Regions from separate parts of the Mus musculus genome. Here region 1 is linked to region 2. The links are chromatin contacts, called in public promoter capture Hi-C maps. All regions are on one chromosome and are shown on one strand. Each heading gives the region's core, a stretch centred on a gene start, on an enhancer-like site or on the middle of the called end of the contact. The rest is flanking DNA. Distances are from core to core; before and after follow the strand shown. Region 1 overlaps Clstn1 (calsyntenin 1). Region 2 overlaps Ube4b (ubiquitination factor E4B).

What was found. Capture Hi-C pulls out chosen DNA fragments and counts their contacts.
Region 1: a promoter capture Hi-C map of pancreatic islet shows a contact between it and region 2. The contact joins two enhancer-like sites. A contact is called at or near these places in 3 of 115 datasets of contacts at active chromatin or transcription factors (embryonic stem cells and extraembryonic endoderm stem cells) and 3 of 9 other capture datasets (adipose tissue, liver and pancreatic islet).

Annotation. Positions count from the first base shown.
Region 1 is chr4:149,599,719-149,606,266 of GRCm38.p6, reverse strand. All of the region lies in intron 1 of Clstn1 (calsyntenin 1), which reads right to left. Among named protein-coding and RNA genes, the nearest start is that of Clstn1, 17 kb to the right of the region's middle. Within about 2 kb of position 3,801, at least 16 of the 459 cell types and tissues checked have an H3K27ac peak or open chromatin away from gene starts, as enhancers often do. A contact at or near this core is called in pancreatic islet, where this site is marked.
Region 2 is chr4:149,404,139-149,410,318 of GRCm38.p6, reverse strand. All of the region lies in intron 1 of Ube4b (ubiquitination factor E4B), which reads left to right. Among named protein-coding and RNA genes, the nearest start is that of Ube4b, 19 kb to the left of the region's middle. Within about 2 kb of position 4,433, at least 77 of the 459 cell types and tissues checked have an H3K27ac peak or open chromatin away from gene starts, as enhancers often do. A contact at or near this core is called in pancreatic islet, where this site is marked.

The DNA.
Region 1 (6,548 bases), core at 2,552-5,051, 200 kb before region 2:
CTTCAGCTCCAGCTCGCTCAGTGCCAAGCACGGGTCTGGGCCTCACTGCCTCGCTCAGCTGAGATCCTGAACACATGACGAGGCTTCCCGAGAACACGTGACAAGGCTCCCCCCAAACACGTGACAAGGCTCCCTCCCCTCCCCCAACACGTGACGAGCCCCCCCCACCCCACCCCCGTATGCCAGGACTGAGAACAGGAGGACTTACCATGATCAGGAACCCACGGGAACCCAGACCACCCTCCAGCCACCTTTCAAAGCCTCTGTCCTCACTAGGCTCTCTCCAATCCACCTGTTTGTCAAACTGGAGATGACACGAGGCCAGAACGAAAAGATGGGATGTGTGGTGATTAATCAGCAAATTAGAGCGAGGCTCAGGCAGCAAGATGGATGAAATGGAGGAAGAACAAAGGCTCGCACCAGAACAGAGAGAGCATGGTGCCGACAGAAAAGGGTAGCTGGCTACACAGATACTGACAGGTATGGGGACCTTCATCAAACCCTCAGCCTGAAAGGCAGCATCCACACCGTTGGAGGTGCCCAGAAAGAAACCAGGCTGGCTCTGGAAATTTGAGACACAATGTCACCTGAAGAACAGCTGAGAGAATCGAGGCTGCTTGGCTTGGAGACAGGCAAAGCTGACCTGCCCTCAAAGACAAAGCACACGGTTCCCTTGGCTATGGACATCTTTCTGCTGGGGCGGGATGTTTCTCAGGGTCAAGGGACACACTGCTTTGCAGAAGACCTGAGTTCAGTATCCAGCGCTGACTTCAGGTACCTCACAACTGCCTCTAACTTCAGCTCTGTGGGATCCAATGTCATCTATCTTTTGGCCTCCTTTAGCACCCGCTATGTACATGGGATGCATACATACACACACACACACACACACACGCGCGCGCGCGCACACACACACACACACACACACACACACGGACACGGACACACACTAATAAAGATTAACTAAATCTTTCAGCCCTGTCTACAGAGCAAGCTCCAGGACAGCCAAGATTACACAGCAAATAAGACCAACTTAGTAGGTACCCCAAAAGAGAAAGATCCCCTAAAGCAGAGGCTCCCAACCTGTGGGTCGTAACCCCCACAGGGGTTACATATCAGATATTCTGCACATAAGTATTTACATTGTGATTCATAATAGTAGCAAAATTACAGTTATGAGGTAGCAAAATAATTCTGCCCTTGGGAGGCACACCATGAGGAACTGTAATAAAGGGTAAGAGTCAGGAAGGCTTAGAACCACTGCCCTAAAACAAAGATATAAAAGTAGTTAGGAATCAAAACAAAAATTGGAGCTACATCAGCAACATCAATAGAATAATCGACAAAAATCAAAGTTGGTTCTCTGAAAAAGATGAAACAAACAAAAAAAAGACAAACTTCTAGACGGCTAAGAAAAAGGAGATTCCTGGAAATGGGACTGGAGAGATGGCTCAGCAGTTAAGAGCACTGGCTGCTCATACAGAGGACCCAGGTTCCATTCCCAGCACCTACATGGCTGCTCACAGTCTTCAGTCATTCCAGTTCCAGAGGATCCAGCGCCCTCTTCTGGCCTCCAAGGGCACTGCATACATGTGGTGCACAGACATACATGCAGGCAAAACACAAAATAAATATATGAAAAACTAATAATAAAAATAAAACTAGAGGGCTGGAGAGATGGCTCAGCAGATAAGAGCACTGACTGCTCTTCCGAAGGTTCTGAGTTCAAATCCCAGCAATCACATGGTGGCTCACAACCATCTGTAATGAGATCTACTGCCGTCTTCTGGGGTGTCTAAAGACAGCTACAGTGTATGCACATATAATTAATAAATAACTCTTTAAGAATAAATAAAACTAGAAACATTTTTAAAAGGATGAAGAATTTATAGACATTAGAATAAAGGAATAATACAAACAATTTGATTAACTAAAAGAAACGGATCAACTCCTTGGAAGGCAAAGTCTGCCAAAACTTAAAGAAGGAATACACAAACCAAACAGATATAAAGAAGAAAATTCCAGTGGATTTTTTTTTCCATATCAATAAGCTGTTAAAACCCACAATTCTGCTGTATAAAAACACTGTGTGGAGAGATGCCTCAGCAGATAAGAGCACTGGCTGCTCTTCCAGAGGTTCTGAGTTCAACTCCCAGCATCCACATGGTGGCTCACAACCATCTGTAATGGAATCTGACGCCCTCTTCTGGCATGCAGGTGTATATGCAGATCACATACATAAAGTAAATACTTAAAAAAAAAAGACAGGAAGACAAGCCACAGGCCAGTAAGGCACATTACATTACAGAAGGTGTCTTGCATAAAGGATTGTCATGTCACCCACAATACATAAAGGACTCATATGCCTCAATAAAGAGCCAGGTGAAGCCAGGCATAGTGGTGCACATATTTAATCCCAGAGTTTAGGAGGCAGAGGCAGGAGGATATCTGTGAGTGCGAGGCCAGCCTGGTCTACATGGTAAGTTCTAAGACAGCCAGGGGTACACAGTGAGAACCTGTTGACAGATGGGTGGATGGGGAGAGGGAGAGGGAGAGGGAGAGGGAGAGGGAGAGGGAGAGGGAGAGGGAGAGGGAGAGGGAGAGGGAGAGGGAGAGGGAGAGGGAGAGGGAGAGAAAAAGCCAGACACACCTGTAGCCAGAGCTCCTCAAAAGACTTAGGCATGAGGATCACTGAGGTCAGCCTGGGCAACAAACTACAAGTTCTCACCTCAAAAGAGGGTAAGGGCAGGAGCCCAAGGGCAAGAAGATAACTCTGTGAGCACATGAATGATCTCTTTATTTTTGTTATTATTATTACTTTTATTTCATGTGCATTGGTGTCTTGCATGCATGTATGTCCGTGCGAGGGTGTGAGTTACAGTTTTAAGCTGCCATGTGGTTGCCGGGAATTGAACCCAGGTCCTCTGGAAGAGCAGCCAGTGCTCTTAACCACTGGGCCATCTGTCCAGCCCCTAAGATAAACAATCTTAACATAGGCAAAAGACAGACAGAATCCTCTACAGACGATAAGATGAGTCAATGTGTGACTAGATGTTCCCCATACACGCTGTCGGCCTGAACAGTGAGAGTCCACTAACCAGGCCAGCAGTCATAGAAAGGCAAATGCTGGGGAGGGTACAAACAGGGACTCTCAATCACACTGCTGTGGAGGCAAAATGCTACCCCGAAGACACCGGCAGCTTCAGATGAGAGACACCCTTACTCACTGTCCTTGGTCCTTACCCACTGTCCTTGGTCCTTACCCTTGTAAATTAAAGATTTATGTCCTCATAAACACCTGGGCTGGCAGGGAAACACACTTGCCACCAAAACTGGAAACCCAAGTTCAATCCCTAGAGATCCACACAATGCAGAGTGAGACCCAACCTCTTCAAGTTGTCCTCTGACCTCTGCATTTGTGGCATGGCACACATGAGCACACATGCGCACGCGCACACACACACACACACACACACACACACACAAGTGAATGTAGTAAAAAAAGAAAAAGTCAATTGTCCACATTACATTGTATAAATTTTGTCTCAATTTTAAAAAGGAGGTGCAGGCAATTTACATGGAATTAATAAAACAATATATACACTTATTCTAATGCCCAAAACACTCCACAAGGTTCATTCACTCTCCCACAACCCTAGGTAGCTACTGTCACTACGCTCATTTCAGAGATTTAAAAAAAAAAAATCTAGGTCACAGAGAAGTTAAATAACCCGTGCAAGAGCTCACAGTAGGGAATGGCCACACCCAAACTCACCCCATGGGATGCTCAGGCAGAATGCAGCTGACGCTAAGGGGGAGGGCTCCCCTGGAGGCAGGTGAGCGAGCTGGGCTCACACTGAAGATACCACACACTTAGCAAAGCCACAGCAGATCCTCTAGGCACTCGCCCACGCTGCAGCCACGGGTGAGGGAGCACAGTCCAAGTTTTTGAGCTGTTTACACATGTAAATGCTGCAGAGGTTAACAAATACAATGGGCTAATTATACAAAATACTTGGGGGGTGTGCTGAGGATGGAACCCAGGCCCTTGCTCTACACTGCACTCGAACTTTTTGCTTAAGACTTTTTAAAATTTTACATACATGAATTTACCTGCACCACATACATGCAAGAGCCAGGAGACCAGAGGGAGTCGGATCTCCTGAAACTGGAGTTACAGGCGGGTGGTTGTGAGCCACCACGTAGGTGCTGGGAACGGAACCCAGGTCTACAGCCAGGGCAGTTGGTGCTCCTAACCTCTGAGTCATCTCCCCACTATTCAATCTTACCTGCTAGTCCTGAGCTATAAAAGCCAGTGACAGAGGTACAGCCCCGGTTACTTTCCCTTTGGTAAAATGTGTAAGCAATGTGACTTCTGAAGTCCCTTTACTTCTAGAATCCCAGCTTCGAAATTCAGAAGCTGAGGGGCTTTTTTGTTTTTTTGTTTTTATTGCTGTTGTTTTTAGGATAAATTAGTAGATTTTTTTTTCTTTTATAGCTTAAGGGTTTTAAGTACCTAACATCCTAATGCAATACAATTCCAGGCTCTAGACTCTAGAGCCTGTTTAAGTGGACAGGCAGGCTGCCAACTTTACAAGTAAAGGCGCTCTCTCTCTCTCTCTCTCTCTCTCACACACACACACACACACACACACACACACACACACACGAGGGCAGAGGGGACTGGGGCAGATGGGGCAGAGCACCGTCAGGGGAGCCAGATGTAAGGAATGTTGTCTAAGCAAAACCAAGTCACTGGCCTTATCAAGGATAACACCAAAGCACAAGCCCTGGGGTCAGCAGTTCACAGCCTTTCCCACGGGCACTGGGCAGGTCCCGAGGGTGGAACTGTCCCCGGGTAAAGCCTGATGCCGGAGAAATCCCAACAGTTTCCTCAGGAACATGAAGCAGACAGCAAACACAGGCTTCATTCACCACAGCTTAATAAAAGGCAGGCACTTTACAAGGTCAGCACTACATCACGGGCTTGCAAGGGCTGTCTTGGGAGGGTACACAAAGGTGATAATTTGTTGTTATTGTTAACAACTGAAGTTCAAAAGAGAAGGCCAACTTGGTGGTATTTGCAGAGCATATGTGAGGTTTGAACCCCAGTATCAACCACCTCCCAAGAAAACTCAGAAGTGTGCTGGAGAGGTGGCTCAGTGATTAAGAGCACTGGCTGCTCTTGCAGAGGACCAGGCTTGGTTCCCAGGAGCCACAGGATGGTTACAAATTCCTGTAACTCCAGTTCCAGAGGGCCCTCCAACATCCCCTTCTGGCATACATAGGCACTACATGTGTGTGCTGCACATACATATACATACACACACATACATGGAAAACACTCATACATTAAAAATAAAAATTAATAGATCTTTAGAAGAAAAGAAATGGAAGCATGATAGTGCACTTCTGTAATCTCAATACTTGAGAGATGAAGGTAGGAAGGTCGTGAGTTCAAGGTCATGCTCTGTAAGGCAAGTGGACAGAAGGACTGGTAAGGCCGAGCAAGCCTAAACCCCGGGAACTCTCAGAATTGAGAACAGTAGGCGTGAGGCCAGCTCCCTGCCAAAGACCTGCTCTGGAACATGTAACCAAGACAGCCCAGTGCGAGGACCATGACAACTGGTCATGTAGCATAAACCCTGGAGTTCTCCTTGTTAATGAGGTATCTAGATAGGTCCCGAGTGTTTAGCCAATGAGCTTACCTTCCCGGGCATTCCTTCCACAAAAGTATTTAATTCCTGGTTCACCCTGAGTAAGATGAATGCATTCACATCTGCCATCAAATAAAGCAGTTTGGACCAGCAAGGACAGGCTCCTCTATCAAGGACCATGGCTGAGTGAGGCCTTCATCGTGAAGAGCATGCCTAAGTCTCCTGGAGCAGTCCCTCTCTCTTCCAGCCCCTCCACACTCCATACTGGATCCCGCCCACTTCCTGGGCTCAGCCATCCCCTTCCTGCCTGGCCTGTAGGGACCCAGTTCCTAACTCCCCGATGTCACCAGCAACATCTGGGTACACAGGAGGCCAGGAACCTTAGCATCCATCCCAGCCCCCACTGTTTCTCACCTGGGACCCCTATCACAGACTGTGTTCTGCCTCCCCTGAGCGGCTTGCTGGAGGAGCTCAGAGACCCCAGTGACGAAAAAGACACTCAGCCCCAACAACTACACTCAACTATACAATTTAGTTTGAGGTCAGCATCCCCTACATGAGATCCTGCCCACCCCCAAAAAATTATTTTTAAAGAAAGCAAAGTAGGGTCCAGCACAGTAGCACATCCTTTAAATCCCAGCACTCAGGATGCAGAGGCAGGAGGTTCTCTGTGAGCTGGACATCAGCCTGGTCTACAGAGTGAGTTCCAGGGCAGCCAGGGCTACACTGAGAAACCCTGTCTTAAAAAACCAAATCAAACCAGACCAGACCAGACCAGACCAGACCAGACCAAACCAAGCAAAGTATTGTAGCTCAAAAGCACATAGCTAACCCAATACCACGCTGAGGGCTCCAACTGTGACAATGCCTCCCTGGGCTAGGGTGGCTTGT
Region 2 (6,180 bases), core at 3,184-5,683:
TCATGGAGGCATTTCCTCGAGGGAGGCTTACTCTTTGTGATAACTCCAGCTTGTGTCAAGTTGACACACAAAACCAGTTAGTACACACTGTTAACTGTATACATATTTAGATATGCACATATGTATGGTGTGTGTGTGTGTGTGTGTGTGTGTGTGTGTATGTATACACATGCTTGCTTACCTGTGGGAACTTGTGTTCTTGGAGACCAGGGGAGATTACTGTTATTACTGAATACTAATGTATTCTCCAGTTGCCCATCTTTCTCATTTTCATGAATAAGATCTCACTAAACCTGGAGCTCAGTTGGCGTGATTGGCTGGCTGGCAAGCTCTAGGAATCTGCCTATCCACCCTCCCCCATTGCAGATGCGAGCCATGTGCCCAGGTTTTATGTGGGTGCTGTGGAGCCAAGCTCAGGTCCCTATGCTTGTGTGGCAAGCCATCTTCTTCGGTAGAGTGCTGGTCCCTTCTCCTGGGGCTTGTCACTTACTGAGTCTGTTTTATGGACCAGTGTTAGAAGCAGCTTCTGCTTGGCTTTGGCTCATCGACTCTAAGTGAGATCAAAGATGCAAGTGGCACCTGCAGGGTGCTTGTCTAGCCTGATCTTTCTGGTGTCGACACAAAACTATAGCTGTAAGAATCTACTTTTTTTTTTTTTGATTTTTGGAGACAGGGTTTCTCTGTATAGCCCTGGCTGTCCTGGAACTCACTTTGTAGACCAGGCTGACCTCGAACTCAGAAATCCACCTGCCTCTGCCTCCCGAGTACTGGGATTTAAGGCGTGTGCCACCACTCCCGGCTAAGAATCATTTTTTTAAGCTGAATACCGTGGTACCTTCTTGTAATTCCCATATTGATGAAGTTGAGGCAGAAGGATCACTGAACGTTCAAGGCTAGCCTGGGCTACACAGCGAGACCTTGTTTCAAAAAAACAAACCAGGGCTGGTGAGATAGCTTAGTGGGTAAGAGCACCCGACTGCTCTTCCGAAGGTCCGGAGTTCAAATCCCAGCAACCACATGGTGGCTCACAATCATCCGTAACGAGATCTAACTCCCTCTTCTGGAGTATCTGAAGACAGCTACAGTGTACTTACATATAATAAATAAATAAATCTTAAAAAAAAAAAAAAAAAAGCAAACCAAAGGGAAAGGAGCTGAGGGTGCAGCTTGAGTGGAGACTCTTGTGAATGCGTAACACCCTAGGCTCAACCCCAGCACTAGACAGAAACCCCAAAGGAGCCAAGGGTGGTGGCCTAAGCTTTAATTTTAGTGAGACAGAGGTGGGCAGGCAGGCTCTAGGTTAACAGGCTGCCTGCTCTACTTAGCAGTTCAGGCCAGCAGGGATATACAGTGAGATCCTGTGTCAGAAAACAAAAATCAACCAAACAGTAAACTCCAAACCAACCAAACGAACAAACCAGGATGCAGTGCAGCTAAAACAGCCTCCTTACAGCCCTACAATGCTTCCCAAGGGAGGCTCTGGATCCTTCTGCTTTCTCTGTCAGCTCACAGAGGTGATGCGCAGGACAGCAGCTTTGCTGCACGCACAATGTTAACAGAACCCAAGCTAAAGGAAAGTAGTATCTGAGCCTCAAAGAGATCAAAGTGCAGAAAGATGGAGAGAGCTCTGGGTTGAAAAATATTGATACGTGTGTGATGTGTGTCTCTGGGAAACACTTGTCACCTGTCTTTCTCAGGGACTCCTTCATTTGTTCAGCAACTGTTTACTAAGTGCTCTCTGGGTGAGATACTGTTAGGGTTGCAAGGACGTAGGACGAATAAGAATGGACCACGCCCCTGTCAGCTAGGGCTTGGGCTGTGCAGATAGTAAAGAGGAGCTGGCAGATGGAGCAGAATATCAGCCTGTTCTGATGCTTACCTGCGAGGTCAGTGGCTCTTTGTCAACTTCTCCTGTATCAGGAACTCAGGTCTCAGAGAGGAACCCAGGTAGGTGTGGGTACAGCCGAGGTTGAGGCTAGACCCAGCTAGAAGGGCTCTGGTGTTGTGGCCGACTGGAGATGGAATGGTATTTGCTCACTCCTGCCTGTGGATTCTGCTGTATTTTCAGATGGAGTGGTAAAGTGTTTCTTCCTTCACCCTTCTTTCCTTCCTTCTCTACATCGTCCCCTCTTTGTTTCCTCCTCGTGTATCTGTGCAACACAGGGCCTCATTATCTAGGTCAGTCTGTCCTGGAACTTAGCATCCTCCTGCCTCAGCCTCCCGAGTGCTCTGATTACAGCGTATACTGCCACAGCAAGCTCAGGTGCCTTCTGAGAAGTGTCTAGAACCTGTGGGATTGTCAGTGGTGAAGGAGCTTCCCCCAAGTCTCAGAATCTGAGCCTGATCTTTGGGCCTCATGTGGTAAGCATGAGACCATTATGCCATGGTGTGTCTAGCTCCTTTCCCAAAATCAAGTGTTGATGAATATTTTGGAAAAACCCCTGCCCTTTGCATCTTTTGGGGAACAGGGTGCCCTCTTTGACTACTGAGCTTATCAGGGCCCTCACTGGACTTAGCTCACTACCTTGTCTTGCTACCTAGCTAGCCCTAGGATCTGCATCTCCGTCTTCTGGGGGCTGGGTTTGTGGGCGACCACACCCACACAGCTCTTACGTGGATTTGGGGTCAGAACTCTGGTGTTTATGCTTGCTCAGCAAAGTTCTTTATCCATTGGGTCATTTTACAAACCCCAAAGCAAAGTTCCTCAAATGAGTTAAAAGTGTATAACCCTTGAACCTGGACTAGGCCTTCCAGCCAGGCAGTTCCTGCGTATGAGCAGCAGCTTCACTGTTCCAGGGTAAAGTACTTGGCTGCCTTTAAAAAAACGTTGTTTTTTTTTTTTCTTTGTAGGTTCTGGTTTTTTATGCATTAAGTTTCTTTATTTATTTTTGTTTTTTGTTTTTTCGAGACAGGGTTTCTCTGTGTAGCCTTGGCTGTCCTGGAACTCACTCTGTAGACCAGGCTGGCCTCGAACTCAGAAATCCACCTGACTCTGCCTCCCAAGTGCTGGGATTTAAGGCATGCGCCACCACACCCGGCTTCACCTGCTTCCTTTTAATGGCTTTCATCTTTTTTGAGAAGTCATGCCCTCTTTAGTCCCAATTTTAAATATGCTCCCTTCTGGGAAAAGTGCAGGATTTTCCCATCTTTCTACTTTGCTTTTTAAAATTCCCAGGCCTCACTGTAAACTTAGAAACAGTCAGCAACAGCCACGTGTGTGTCAGCCTAGCTGCTGCGCTCCTGGAGCCCCTCTACCCTTGTCCCCTTCTTCTCCATTCTTCATTTAGTGTTTTTAATACAGTCTTACTGTATCTCAGGCTGACCTCAGCAATGCTCCTGCCTCGGCCTCCCAAGGGATAGGAGTACGGGCAGGCTCCACTGCCTCCCGTTTATATGAGTTTCTTGCAGGTACTCCTAGTTTAACCTCTAGCTCCTTCCATTCTTGTGTGTGTGTGTGTGTGTATGTGTGTGTGTGTGTGTGTGTGTGTGTGTGTCTCAGTCTGTTTACCTGTCTGTGCATCTGTCTCTGTGTGTGTGGAAGCCTATAGATGCCAAAGGTTGTCTCCTATGCTCAGTATCCTTTTATTATTTATTTATTTATTTAGTTTTGGTTGGCCAGAGACTTTTGAGTCCAACAATTCTACCTCAGCTTCCCAAGGGGCTGGTGCTGCAGGGCTATATCTCCTGCCTGGCTGCCTTGCTCTCTTGAAGTCTCTTGCATTCTTGCTTTACAGAATTTTATCTCATGTAGATAGCCAGGCCTGAAATCTATGCTTTCCACTACTTCTTCATGCCTCAATTCCAAAGAATGACCAAGGTTTTTGTTTTTTTGTTTTTTGACCAAGTTCTTTGTAGCACTAATTAAATGTGCCTGGACTTGACCGTCTCTCTTCCATGTCCTTATGCCAGTCTGGTGTCTTGTCCCACCTTCGTGCTCGTCCTCACAGTGACTGCCATGGTCGTCTATCTCAGTTGCTCCTTACCTTCATGAGCAAGTCCAGGGCATCAGGGTGGTGTTGCTAGTGGGCGTGTCTCAGCCTGCCTGCCCTGACTTGTGTCTTGCTTGTCGGGGAAGCAGTGTGGGTTCCTGCAGATCCACCTGCCTCTGACAGTGCACCTCTGTCCTCACCCCAGCGGGTTTCTACCTGCTCTGAAAAAGAAACCCAGTCAGCAGTGAGCACAGCTCAGGCGCTCAGCGTGCTGGGTCTTCACAGTTGTTCCTGGGAGTGACGGAAACATGACACTAAGACACTGTGTAAGAGACTTGAATCCTGAAAACCCAGAAGTGAAGAAAGCAAGATGCTGCTGTCCACACACTGTTGAGCATCCTGGGGAGTGGAAGTATTTATAAGCAGACCACTGTAAGCCACAGTGCAGCTTGCTGAGCTTAACAAAGATGGAGGTTATTTCAGGAATTCAGGAGTTGCCTTCTGCAACTAGGAACAGAAAGATGGCTGAGTCACGCTCCCCAGCTCCTCCATCGCCTCGTCACAGCCTTGCTTGCCCTCTCGTTGCCTCACCTCCATGTCACTCCAGCCTTCTTCCAGACGTCCTAGCTCATGTCCCTCGTATACAGCTGAGCTTGGCTAGAGTATAGACAAGCTCAGTTTCCCCCTACCTGTTTTTTTTTGAAACATGGTGTCAGTAGTACAAGCTAGCCATGAGCTTACTCTCATGCTCCTATTGTAGTGCATGCTGCTAAATTCAGTTCTCAACTTAAAAATAAAAGAGATTTATTTACTTATTTATTTTTAGGTTTTGGTTTTTAGAGACAGGGTTTCTCTGGGTAGCCCTGGCTTTCCTGGAACTCACTTTGTAGACCAGGCTGGCCTCAAACTCAGAAATCCACCTCTGCCTCTGCCTCCCAAGTGCTGGGATTAAAGGCACGTGCCACCACTGCCTGGCGGATTTATTTTTATTTTATGTATATGAGTGATTTGCCAGAATGCTTGTATGTGTACCGTATGCATGTCTGCAGTATCAGAAGTAGCATCAGGTTCCCTGAAACTCGACTTAGAGATGGTTGTGAGCCACCATGTGTGTGCTGGGAACTGAGCCAGCCTCCTCTGCAAGTGCTCTTAACCAGCGAGCCGTCTCGTCTCTCCAGCCCTTAGCTCTCGACTTTGTAATCTGACGATTTTTACATTTACAGAAAGGTTGAATAAATTGCTTTGAATCATCAGCTACTAATGTGTTCACGTTTTCTCTTAGCGTATAAATTAGTGTACACAGACACACTTGGCTTGTGCTGAACTGTTTGCAGGTTTGGTCGCCATAGAGATGTGGGGACTGGGCGGTGGTGCTGAAGGTCTCATTAACAAGCGAGACAGGACCAGAAGGAGCAGGGTGGGCTGCAGAGCAGTTATGTGGACAGGAGCGTGTCAGAAGAGGGGGATTAGTCCTCTTCCCCATGTGCTGTGCGCAGCCTGTGGCAGGCAGTTCCAAGCATCACTTCCCGGTTAGGTAGGGTTTGGAGTTAGTTATGTCTCCGCCCTGTCACCTGGTCTTGGAGGGAAGGTGGGGTGGAACAGGGTGACAGCAAGTGTTTGCAGGTTTTAGAGGTGTAGTATGAGATTTGCACTAGCAGTAGTGTGGATACAGAGGAAATCGGTGCATGTCTTGTAGCAACTGGATTTTTAGTTCAGCTTCTACAAGTCTACTGTAAACCCTGAAAAGCATAGAAACACACTTAGTTTTAAAAGCCATGGATGTGAGGCAGGAGAGACGGCTCAGTCTGTAAGAGGTGTCACTGCTATTCCAGAGTCCCGGATAAGAGGGTTCACAGCTGCCTGTAACCCCTGGCCTCGAGGTCTGCTTCATGGGCACCTGTATATACATGCTTGTGAAAGGTTCACACAGACCCACAAAAAATAAATATAAATCTTAGAGAGGAAAAAAAAAGAAGACATCAAAGTGAACACAGCGCACCCTACTTTTGTATTATTCCTGGTGAGGATACAGGATGCTGAGCTCTCCGTGGGCTGGTCTCCCTGTGAGGCTGTGACACAGGCACGCGTCCGTGTGCTCCCTTCCCATACTGCCTCTGCCCTCATCCCATGCCCTCCTGACCTTGTGTCCTGACTGCCCCTTTGCTTTTCCTTTCCTGGTCTATTTAGAGGACTTTGAGGGTAGGAATTAGGACTCAAGTGGAACATCTTCTTCAACTTTGTGGCACACAGT